4 separate regions of the Mus musculus genome follow, and all the other regions are linked to region 4. A link is a contact called in public HiChIP or PLAC-seq and promoter capture Hi-C data. All regions are on one chromosome and are shown on one strand. Each heading gives the region's core, a stretch centred on a gene start, on an enhancer-like site or on the middle of the called end of the contact. The rest is flanking DNA. Distances are from core to core; before and after follow the strand shown.

The links. Promoter capture Hi-C pulls out the DNA fragments that hold promoters and counts their contacts. HiChIP or PLAC-seq counts read pairs in DNA pulled down with a chosen protein or histone mark. Capture Hi-C pulls out chosen DNA fragments and counts their contacts.
Region 1: a promoter capture Hi-C map of adipose tissue shows a contact between it and region 4. The contact joins the promoter of Aspn here to the promoter of Iars in region 4. A contact is called at or near these places in 4 of 39 promoter capture datasets (the HPC-7 cell line, cranial neural crest, maxillary cranial neural crest and 1 more), 1 of 115 datasets of contacts at active chromatin or transcription factors (pancreatic cancer cells) and 3 of 9 other capture datasets (adipose tissue, liver and pancreatic islet).
Region 2: an H3K4me3 HiChIP or PLAC-seq map of craniofacial prominence shows a contact between it and region 4, with 2.9 times the contacts expected there. The contact joins the enhancer-like site here to the promoter of Iars in region 4. A contact is called at or near these places in 3 of 39 promoter capture datasets (hematopoietic stem and progenitor cells, neural stem cells and second pharyngeal arch cranial neural crest), 10 of 115 datasets of contacts at active chromatin or transcription factors (the 230-238 cell line, the SCID.adh cell line, bone marrow-derived macrophages and 6 more) and 3 of 9 other capture datasets (adipose tissue, liver and pancreatic islet).
Region 3: a promoter capture Hi-C map of neural stem cells shows a contact between it and region 4. The contact joins the enhancer-like site here to the promoter of Iars in region 4. A contact is called at or near these places in 8 of 39 promoter capture datasets (the C10 cell line, the HPC-7 cell line, HPC-7-derived erythroid cells and 4 more), 1 of 484 Hi-C or Micro-C datasets (the HPC-7 cell line), 15 of 115 datasets of contacts at active chromatin or transcription factors (the 230-238 cell line, the SCID.adh cell line, bone marrow-derived macrophages and 9 more) and 4 of 9 other capture datasets (adipose tissue, embryonic stem cells, liver and 1 more).

Annotation. Positions count from the first base shown.
Region 1 is chr13:49,543,087-49,545,786 of GRCm38.p6, forward strand. Aspn (asporin) reads left to right here and starts at 1,357. Exons shown (of 8, transcript NM_025711.3): 1 at 1,357-1,631. The region is part of intron 5 of Cenpp (centromere protein P); the gene reads right to left.
Region 2 is chr13:49,465,461-49,468,160 of GRCm38.p6, forward strand. It overlaps Cenpp (centromere protein P), which reads right to left. Exons shown (of 8, transcript NM_025495.3): 6 at 219-298. Among named protein-coding and RNA genes, the nearest start is that of Ecm2, 38 kb to the right of the region's middle. Within about 2 kb of position 1,416, at least 62 of the 459 cell types and tissues checked have an H3K27ac peak or open chromatin away from gene starts, as enhancers often do. A contact at or near this core is called in adipose tissue, craniofacial prominence and second pharyngeal arch cranial neural crest, where this site is marked.
Region 3 is chr13:49,448,404-49,451,237 of GRCm38.p6, forward strand. Ippk (inositol 1,3,4,5,6-pentakisphosphate 2-kinase) reads left to right here. Exons shown (of 13, transcript NM_199056.4): 10 at 834-984; 11 at 1,578-1,680. Among named protein-coding and RNA genes, the nearest start is that of Ippk, 29 kb to the left of the region's middle. Within about 2 kb of position 1,253, at least 60 of the 459 cell types and tissues checked have an H3K27ac peak or open chromatin away from gene starts, as enhancers often do. A contact at or near this core is called in adipose tissue, forebrain and neural stem cells, where this site is marked.
Region 4 is chr13:49,680,827-49,683,526 of GRCm38.p6, forward strand. Iars (isoleucine-tRNA synthetase) reads left to right here and starts at 1,304. Exons shown (of 34, transcript NM_172015.3): 1 at 1,304-1,377.

The DNA.
Region 1 (2,700 bases), core at 107-2,606, 140 kb before region 4:
TGGATAAAAAAAGATAAGACACATGAAGAATGTATTATGTGATGGCGCGTGAACAAAGCTCAAAAGTAAGCTCTGATGCTGAATTATCTTTGTCGGGGAAGAGGAGAGGGATTCAGATTCTTGATCAAGAATTAGGACTCATTGAGCTGTACCATTATGGTATGTTTACCTCTTTGAATATGTTTTAATAAAATATTAAAATATAAAACCTGTCATTGTGTAGGACAAACTGAATTTCACTCATGACCTTCCTTTTTATGTCTATGCACTGATAGAATTCAGGCAGAGGTTGGCTGCTCTGGGCACAAGGATTAATAAACTACAGTTCATAATCTCATCCTGTTTCCAATGCATCAAGTTAGCAGACACATTTACAACTAAAACATAAGTGCATAACAGAGCATGAACATCTAACTCCAAATAAGATGTTGCTGAGAGGGCTGCAGCTCACTTGAGATGCAAATAACGGGATATCTAGGAGTGCTAAGCTGCCTGTGACATCAGACTTGAGGTTAAAAGATGAGTTCTTTACCTAAGGAAGGAGAGGATGAATCCCTAATTAAGCTTCCCTGACATGTGTGAGACACAAATTTTTTATGGTTGTAACTGGCTTGATTTGTGCCATTTCTTTGCGGTGGGAACCATAGATGATACTTTTTGACTGGAGAAACTAGATTTCTGCTAACTCACTAGATACCTTCTGTACCAACTGAGTATTTCCCCTTAGGGTCAATAAACCGCCCGTTCTTACAGGATTCTGTGCTTCAAGGATGTGGGGCTGGGTAATCTCTTGGAGTGGAAAGGGGGAAATGATTTTCTTCTTGAAGAATGGCATCTCTTGAACACTAGTGAGAAGGGAGCTGAGACTCTTGCAGAGGAAAGGTGGAGTTACCTGACTCTGCTTAGTTATCTGTACCACAACAGACGCAGGCCCAGGAAGAGTTTAAAGGGCCTGGCTTGCAGTTCCCAAAGAAGTCTATTGTGGGGTTAAAAGCTTACCCCCCCCCCAAAGGCTTGAGACATCTGCTTAACATAATAGCTTCAATCACTATAAGAAAACAAAGTCATGGCTACTTAGGTACATGTAGACTTTGGGTAAACATATAATATGGGTGTTTTTTACTAAGATTGGTAATTGTTTTATTAGCCTATAAACAGTGAGTGATTTCTGAAATTAATTTATAGGTATTCATTTATGTTAGAGTTTCATAAAGTATTCTCAAATCACGTATTTCTACAGTGACTACAGTTTCAATGGCCAGTTGCCATGAATTATTAAGCTTTTTTTTTTTTAACTTCCAAATCTTCCAGTAGACGTCTAGAGTTTAGCTAGAAGTTTTGGCTATGGTACAAACAGTGATGGAAAACATATGAGCAGTAACAAGTTTTAATCTCGCTCTTCAGTACTAACATGGACTAATCTGTGGAAGCAGTTTATTCCAGTATCACCCAGGAGCAGCCACACAGAGGCTGGTAGGAGGGCTGGATTTTTGTTCTCTTTTTTTCTTTTCTTTAAATGTAACACTTCTTTATTTTTTCTTCTTGAAGAGTCTTGAGGATACTTACATTGCAGTTAAGTAGTACAGGGTGGATAAATTCTACTTTGAAGAAAACTTCTCTCCTCTGACAAGGTAGGTTTTCATGTCTGTATTACACATACCAGTATACAATTATTTTATTGTTAAACTAAGAAAGCACTAATACTACTAATAAACATGTGTGAGTTATACGGTAAAATTTAAACCAGAAGTATGTAGTTCCTTAGCATTATATAAAAAACTCTGTGAATTTTGTAACTAAAATTACTTTAGTTTTATGTCTTATAATAAAGTTATTTAAAATATTATGCATTTTGAAAACAAAGTAAAAAACTTTCACTAATGCTTTATCATATTAACATGACTGATTTTAAAAAGTAGACAACTTATACAACCTTTTAGGAAAACAATATTACTTTAATAATGTTAATGAAGTTTGAACATATTAGATATATTAAATGAAAGTTTTTTAACTATGTAAATCTATGATACCACTTTTATCTCTACCACTGAAAACCTGTACTTTTTTCTTGACAATTGTCTTATTGTACAATGAAAAAGTACTGGGCAATTATAACAGAAATCAACATAATTTCAAGAAAGAATACCTATCAGCAATAGTTTAACCAGGTTTATATTTCATATGAAAAATAGAAACTTCTTTTCATAAACCTCATACTTAGACTAACACACAAAGATTTCCTTTGTTCTTTCACAAAGTACGTTTTATTTTTTACAAAGTATATTATTATATATCTTAGATTTTAAAAATTAATAATGCTTTCACCACTTTTCTTCCAGTTATCTAAATGGAACATAGTATTCTTTCATGCTCATGTGTTCAGAGGAGTGGCAGCCAGTAAAACAGTGGCCACATGTTATAAGGACTGAGTCACAAAGTCACAAAGAACCTGAGGGGTTTCTGTGTATCTTATCAATTGCTCTAAAAGTAGCATGCTTTTTAATTTTTCTTGTAATCCAATCAAGAATCATTATGTTGAGAAAGAGAGAGAGAGAGAGAGAGAGAGAGAGAAAAGAAAACAGGGAGGAAGAGAGAGAGGGGGAGGGAGGGAGGGAGGGAGGGAGAGGGAGACACACACAGACACACACACACAGAGAGAGAGAGAGAGAGAGAGAGACAGACAGACAGACAGACAGACTG
Region 2 (2,700 bases), core at 166-2,665, 220 kb before region 4:
TGTCTCTTTCTGAACCCCAGGCCAGCACTTAGATCCTCCAGCCATGGATACTGTCCTTCCTTCATGGTTATACAGCAGTCTACCTGCCCACTGTTGGTGGTTTCTCCTGTGATGCCACCCACATCTCCACTGGATACTCTTTAGTCCTCTTCAGGTAGCTTCTTAGCCTCTCTTATGGACAGTCCTGGTTCCAGGGGTATCGAGATGCACAGACTTACCCTGGCTGTCTGGTACTGCGGATCTCCATGCAGTGGGAACAGGTACCCTCCAAGAGGTATACAGTATCTGGGTATTTCTCCTGTATGTGAAAATGTTACAGTCAGATCCCTCTAGAAGTAGCATCCTGAAAGCCAAGAGAAACACTTTAGCACCTGAGATGGAAGTGTCACACATGCCATTATTGGTACGGATCCCGTCCATCCTCACAGCTCACGCAGATAAGCTTTTTGTCCTTGACATGGGCTAGCCCCCACCCAGGTGCCCAACTACAGTGGAGGTACCAGGCTCCCACTCTGATAGGGCAAAGCATGTGGTTTGTTAAGAGTCAGCTTCATGGTGAGACCTGTCCTGGATGCAGTGTTCTGTCTGTAGAGAACAGAAATGGGGTGAGTGTCACAGATAAGCAGATACGGTTTCCTCAGTATGAATGACTGCTCCGGGCATGCCTCCATGCTTGTCCACAATAGGATCTAGGAGGCTCTAGCATATCAGAACTGTCATGCATTTATATCACCATGACAGCAAAGTTTGTTTTCCAAGTATCTGATCAGAAGACAAATACAACAGATGACCACTTTTTGTCTTCGCTTGTGCAAAATAGATGATAGGCTTATAGACTAAACTACTGACTTGAGATTGACCTCACCACAAGATTTTAAGGCCTCAAGGCTGATCTTTGAAAGATCCTTCCGTGTATCTTCTCAGTGCCTTAAGACATGTTTCCCAGGGGTGGCCTAAGTCACGCAAGGACTGAGGGGCAGCTGCCCCTGAGGTAGGGCTGAGGCTGGGGGCAGAGCCTTCTGCGAGTGTAGAGACTGGCTAGATTAAAGCAGTTTGGGCTCATCGAAGAAAGTTCCAGGGGGACAAATACGTATCACTACCCTTCAGAGAATACTCCCCCTTGGAAAGCTACTGCTAACATGGGAAGCCAAGGCTGCCAGCGTCTGCATGTAGCCACCAACAAAGAACACATCCAGGCTCCAAAGCAGGGGTGGGCTGGTGTACTTTACAGATAATTACTAATTTCAGCAAAACAAGTTTTTAGAAGGAAAATGTATACCTAAGTGATTTCAGTGGAAAGTGCTGGTTGATGTTAAAACCTCAGACTCTTCTAAATTATTAACAACTGTTCGAAGAATGTAAAGGAGTGTGTGTGAACGTGGCATTTCGGCTTCCAGACTCTGCCTGGCGGCAGCACATGAGACTCAAGGGAGTACTGGGGCTTGGGCTGGCTCCAAGGCGGGGCCTGAGGCTTGGCCTCCAAGCAGGAGGGAGCTGATTTCCACTCCCTGGGCCATACTATCGAATGAGCAAAAGGAAGGCTCAAATTAGATGCTTTCACTAAAAAGTTTACTTAGTTTTTAATGACAAAGACAGAAATGCTGACACTGGGCAGAGGGCAGCCACTCAACCCCATGCTTCTGGAAAGCTAAGACTGCAAGGGCTCCCCTGCACTAAGTTAAGGTTGCTGCATTTCCAGCTTCATTCTTTGCCTGGTCACCTCAACTCCGGAACACAGTGGACAGTTAGGAAGGAACTAAAAGCTGACAGCCTGGGTGGACCCCCAAGAACAGCTATCTTCTTATTATAGATACTAATAAAGTGTTATTCTTAATGACAAGGGCATAGAAGACTGGGGGGAAGGCAGAGGAGCTCTGAAAAATAATCAGACTATGCACTGTTCTTGAAGCTGGGGATCAGCTAGGTTTAAGAGTGACAGGAAATTTGAGTTCTCACTATATTCGACTTTGATAAGGAAGTAGACTAAGCAGGCAGGAAAGAGTTAATTATGGTCCCTGACTTACAAAGTGTATTCCATGAAAACCAGTAAGAGAACAAAAGGTTCATCAGAAACTGTCCACCTGATATGGAAACATAGGTCTCATTCTTCCATCAGTCAAGCCAAAGCCCAGAGAGGGGAAACACCTCTCTCTGGCCAGGCCCTGGAAGGACAATCTTGGACATGTTCTGTCTCATGCACAGGTGTGTTCTTCATGTCACCAGGGGCTCTGGTGTAGAGAGGACAATAGAAGCCTGTGTGTCTGCAGATGTCATCAGGAAGGCTGTGTTATGGAGGTGGCTGTTAGAGAGGCCTCATGCATACTAACCAGCTGTTAGTGCCTCCACTCTAGGGCCCCAGGCTCTCCAGAACGCTGGGCCTGAGGGCCACTGAGGAAGGTTGCAGCCATGAGTTTACTCAGCTGTGTGCCACATGGTAGAATTTGCATGAGGGGGAAAAAACCCAAAAAGCAAAACCCTAAGCCCTGGTGTTTATGATAGATAAATGGATGTGTGTGTGTGCACGCTGGTCATTTGATATCCAGCCCGGCTCATATTTGACACTTAGTACTATGGCACTGGCTGATGGAGTACAGAGGGGCTGTATTTTAACAGGCAGCCTGCCTTGTACTATGCTTCAGCTACAGTGGCTCAATACCATAACATCACCTCCCCTTCAACTAAGTTCCTGCAGCAGCCAAT
Region 3 (2,834 bases), core at 3-2,502, 230 kb before region 4:
ACTTATCAGTGAGTACATATTGTGAGAGTTCCTTTGTGATTGGGTTACCTCACTCGTCTCCTGCTATCTTGACCCAGGGCATGTTATGTGGCTGCGAATGTCTAGCTGGAGTGCTGCTTGAGTATACATTGTTCCCTCTCCCGTTTTTGCCTTTAGTGGATTCTGAGAGATGGTCAGGGATGTCAGGCTCGGTTGAGAAGGCACTGTACACATCATTGTGAGTGCATGAGTGAAGGATGGAGCTTTGCTTCTTCATCTGTCCCAGAGGGGACGGATGGGACCTTGCCAAGGTCCTAACCACAGTCCATGGCTCTGTATGTTTAGCTTTTCCTGTGGCAGCCAGATCTTGCCCCTGTGTGGACTTAATGTTTTTTGACTCTGGAAACCCCAATTGGTCTATGAGGGTTTGAGAATGTCTGAATGGTTTTCTTGTAGTTCTGACCTTTATCTCATGTAGGATTACCGTTAATTTTAAATATAAAGTGACTTCTAGGGCATGTGATGGAGTTAAAGGGTATTCTGAGTTGGTGTTTGGACAGACCAGGGCCAAAGGGAGAGACGCTGTCTCTATCTTTTGTGTGTGTGTGTGTGTGTGTGTGTGTGTGTGTGTGTGTGTGTGTGTAGAGCCACTGGGTCCTGAGGGTGGTCTGAGGTCAGTCAGCCTTGCTCCTTTGTGAGGTGTGCAAATCTGCCTCAGTGCTAGGCTGGAGCCTGTAGGCCTCGTCGTGCTGCCCAGAGTGAGCTCTGCTGTCTGTGCAGGCCTGGGTCTCCCTCCACAGTCTTCAAGAGTTGATAATAAACCTGCTCTCGTTCTCCCCTGATGTTCTTGGTAGGAAAAAACACCTCAGAGCACTCGGGGTTACCGAAGGGCTGTCTTCTGTACAAAACCCTCCAGGTGCAGATGTTGGACCAGCTGGACATCGAAGGCCTCTACCCTCTGTACAAACGGGTTGAGCAATACCTGGAGGAGTTTCCTGAGGAGAGGTGAGGCTGGCACCAGAGGAAGCTATGAGGCTAGGCTAGGCTGGGATCAAGGTTGCCTGACTCCAGAACAAAACAGCTCCTAGAACCTGGCTCTAGGAGGTGCCTACAACCAGCTCTGTCCAGGAAGTCCCTTGTTTGGGTGTGCCAGGGTCTCTGAGATTCATGGTCACTAAGACACTAGAAATAAAGCATGTATGAATGCAACCATTCTGATATCCTATGTCAGGGCCTGGCCTGTAGAGGGCAGTGTTGTCCCACAGGCTGCTTCTGGAACACTGACATAGTGTAGCTCCTTAGCCGTCTCTGCCACGCTTAGGGCCTGCACTATCTCACGGGCAGGGTTCTTTTTGTACATCATTGGCCTTTTCTTGGTGAACAGCTTAAGCTGAGCCGCAGCCTCCTGCAGCCCTGGGTTTTGTGGAAGATCTTGATGTTGCAGAATCAGGCTTAATGAGAGAAAGCAGTAGATCTTTTCGGTGCCTTTCAAACAATGTGATTGTTGGGCTACGTTGTGTGATACAGAACATATTTGTGACTGAAAGTACTTAGAGCTTTGTCACCCTGCTGATTTGGTTTTGGTGCTTTTTCTTCAGGAAAACATTACAGATAGATGGGCCTTATGATGAAGTATTTTACCAGAAACTGCTTGATCTGTCCACTGAGGATGATGGGACAGTGGCCTTTGCATTAACAAAGGTGAGTAGACCCATTGAGAAGCCCCATGTCTTCCTGAGAGTTTCCCTACTCTCCCCTTCACAGCAGTGGCAGCCCAGAACTTAGATCTAAAGCAGAGAAGGCTGCACTGTTTCTTGGGGGGGGGGGGGGGGGGGCAGGTGACCATAATACAGGGCCCACGTGGAATTTCTCTTGGTCCTAACAGGCCAGACGCAGGCCTTGGTGCTTGGTGGCCCTGGGCCTCATCTTTTAGATCCTGTTGACTGTCTTCCTTGGCTGAAATAATTCCATTGGGAACATAAAAAAAAGTTCTGGTGCCTAGGAAGTGGCTCTGAGATGGGCTGCTGGGTAGTCAGGTTTTCATGTCAGATGTACCTAGAGAAATGAGGACCTGTGCTCGCCCTAGAACTGTACAAAGACGTTCACAGTGCTCTGTTGCTGAGGTAAGAACTATTGTAACCCCCGTGTTGTCAGCATGTGACTGTACTAGGTTAGAAATCACATTTGCAACTCCACCGCATTTGTTGCATGGATAGATCAGGGGAGTACTTCTGACCAACAGAACAGTTCTCAAAGGGTCCAGTGATGACTGTGTGTGCAGAGCACTCTTTGAAAATGACATGGATTGCTTGTTCCTAGGGTTTGGGAAGGGGAGATACTTGTGGAAGTTCAGAGTCTCCGTGGTAATGGCAAGCCATTATATGTGGACGTGGAGGATGTAACAGGACATGTCAGAGTCATGCTCATTTCCCATCATGATGCTACTGTGTAGTTTTGAGATGTTGCTGGGAACTGGACACAAAGCCTGAGAACGTGTTAGAATGTGGAGCGTGGCTCATTCATTCTCTTTCATTCTCTTTCTCTCTCTCCTACCTTTCTCCTTCCCTCTATTCCTGGTTTTTCAAGAAAGGGTTTCTCTGTATAGCCCTGGCTGTCCTGAAACTCACTCATTAGACCAGGCTGGCCTCGAACTGACAGAGATCCATCTGCCTCCTGAGCACTGGGATTAAAGGCGTGGGCCACCACTGCCTGACCATTCTCTTTTTAAAGTATTGTTTTAAAAATGTATTTGGTGTGGATCTGGAGAGATGGCTCAGAGCACTGACTGCTCTTCCAAAGGTCCTGAGTCCAATTCCCAGCACCATAGGGTGGCTCACAACCATCCGTAACAAGAT
Region 4 (2,700 bases), core at 54-2,553:
ATCAGAGGATAAACATGAGGTGAACCAATTGGCAATTTAAAGAATGCAAAGCTTAAAAACTCCAAATATTTCTGGTTAATAAGGATACTCATAATTAAGAAAGCAAGAAGCACAGGCAAACACTGCATCTAATTTTCGACACCATAGGGCCTAGAACTGTTGAATAAAACACTCAACAGTTATCAAAATGTTCTAAAACTCGCCGAGATTTCTACTTCATTTAGGCCAAATCCGTTTTTTTGTTTTTGTTTTTCTGTCATTAATAAAATAGGCACTTATTTACCTAATTAACGCTGTCAATTTATCAAGGCCAAAACTTACTTTCACAGACTGGTGTCAACGTTCTCATTTGTTCTAGGCCGGATCCGAAGGGTACTAAGTAGATATGTAATGATACATAAGCAAAATTTTGAAATGAAAAGAACCATTGCAATGACATTCAATAAAGGGTTCAGATTATTGTCAGACCCTCTTCCCTTCTCTTGCCATTTACCACATGGTTAGTAGTCTCCAGGTTAATATGTACTGTTCCCAAAATAATTGTGGGAGTCACTTGTCAGAAGTTTCATATGTAGCATAAATTTTAGATGCCATCACAGCTGGGAATCTAACTCAGTTGGCAGTGTGTGGCTATGGTGCACAAATGGCCGGCTTATCCACCGCACCATATAAAAACAGGCGTGATGGAACATTTCTGTAACTCCCATTGTGGAGGCAGAAAGTTCTGCAGTTCAAGGTCATTCCTTAGCTGCTTAGGAGTTCCGGAGCCAGCAGGAGATACAAGAGACCCTGAGTCTAAACTAATTTTATATGGCGTCAAATGTCCAGATCTCAAATATACTCACATATATTTAATAATATTCACATATATTGACATATATTTAAGAATACTGGGGTTGGAGAGATGGCTCGGAGGTTAGGAGTACTGGCTGCTCTTCCAGAGGTCTCCAGTTCAACCCCAAGCTTTCACCATTCTGGCTTACAACGAATACATGCAGGCAGGAGACTGTGTACAAATAAACAAACCCTTTTAAAAAAGAGAGAGAGAGAGAGTACTGACATATGGACCCAGGACGAAAGGGTGTCTCTCGTTCATAGGCCAAGACTTAGAAGGCAAAAACTTTGCCACATTGAGTAGCCACTGACTTGCCGGGTTAGGGCTCTGGAGCGTCTTCTCCTTCCTTTGCAGGGACGCTCCCATCCTGCTCTGCAGTTATGCACGGACCAATCGCCACACGTGTTGTTTGTAGGTGTTGGATGGCACACGCTGATTGGGCGCCGCGGAGGGGTTGAGCCTGGCACTGTCAGTATTGCATCACCTCCAGACGCGGAACGTGGTCGCAGGCTGCAACCTGAGCGAGCTCTCCGGGTTCCCAGGTAAGCCGCACCCTCTTGTCCTTCTGGGCCGCAGAGTGAGGCCCGCCCGTGTAACAACCTCCAGACAGCACGAGGCGGTGAAAAAGGAGCACGCTGCTTCTCACTGTGAGTGAGCTGCGGGCACAAAGCTATTTCCAGAGAGCTTTCGTGGAGGGAGAGTAACATTGCAGAACTCAGAGCTGCCCGCAGATTCTGGCCTGACTCGTTGGGTGGAGGACTGAGATCCTTAGAAGTACCCCCTTCACTTAGTGGGACCTTGGTGGCTTATGAGCAGGGAGTTGTGAGAATGCAGCGTGACATAGTATCCGAGAGAAGATCGGAATCTGATTGAGGTCACTGCCAAGTTAGGTGTTTTAAAAGAACTAACCTAGGAGTCTTTCTGGAGTCTGGGCTTCTCCCAACTGTGCTGGGATTCGCGTGTACTTATCTCTCGGTACCAAGGTAGGTAGGTTATGCGCTGCACGCTTGTCCTGGGCTCACAGAATCTGCTAATGCAGTTTAAGCTCACTGTTGGCGGCCCTACAGAACAAACTATTGGGGTTTGGAGGTGTGAAGAGATAACTTATCCGGGTCTCCTATAGGCTTGGACTGAAGGTGGGCAGAGATTATACTCCAAGGTTTATATAAATCTATCCTGTCTGGACAGAAGATGAGGGGGTCGTTGTTGTCATTTTGGCTTGGGACGTGTGCGTGATGAATATGTGAGAGAATAACTTCGTTTTCAACCTCATGAATTTGTTCTCTTTTTTACTGTGTTAGAGAAATAAGCCGAAATCATTGAGAAACTCACAGAATGCAAACTAGTGTATCTGAGACTTGCTCTTTTGTTTCTCAGTGTATAGGTAGAAAGTATAGAGTTGGTCTTCTCTAACTACTAGTTCTGCATCTGGGCTTTCAACCAGCCAGTGCTCATGCTATGTGGTTAGGTCTGTAGTAGTGACATGTACTGTACGTGTACAAACGTAATGTCTTGGTCATTATTTCCTAAGCAATATAGTATAGCAATTGTGTATCTAGGATTTAAATGTATTAGGTAGGATAAGTAAAGATTAGTTAAAATACACCGGCAGATGCATGTAAATTATAGGCTAATACTATGTTTATAAGAGAATTAAGCATCCTTGTATTTGGGTGTTCCAACAGATCCTGAATCCAGTACCCCGTGGATGTGGAGGGGCGTTTCTGTTTGACTGGCTTGTGTTTTGTTGTTGTTGTTGTTGATGATGATGATGTCTTAGTCACTTGTTCCTCTGAAGAGACACCCAGAGTGACAATGAAATGCCATTTTTGTGGAACACAGTACACACATGGTACATGAAACAT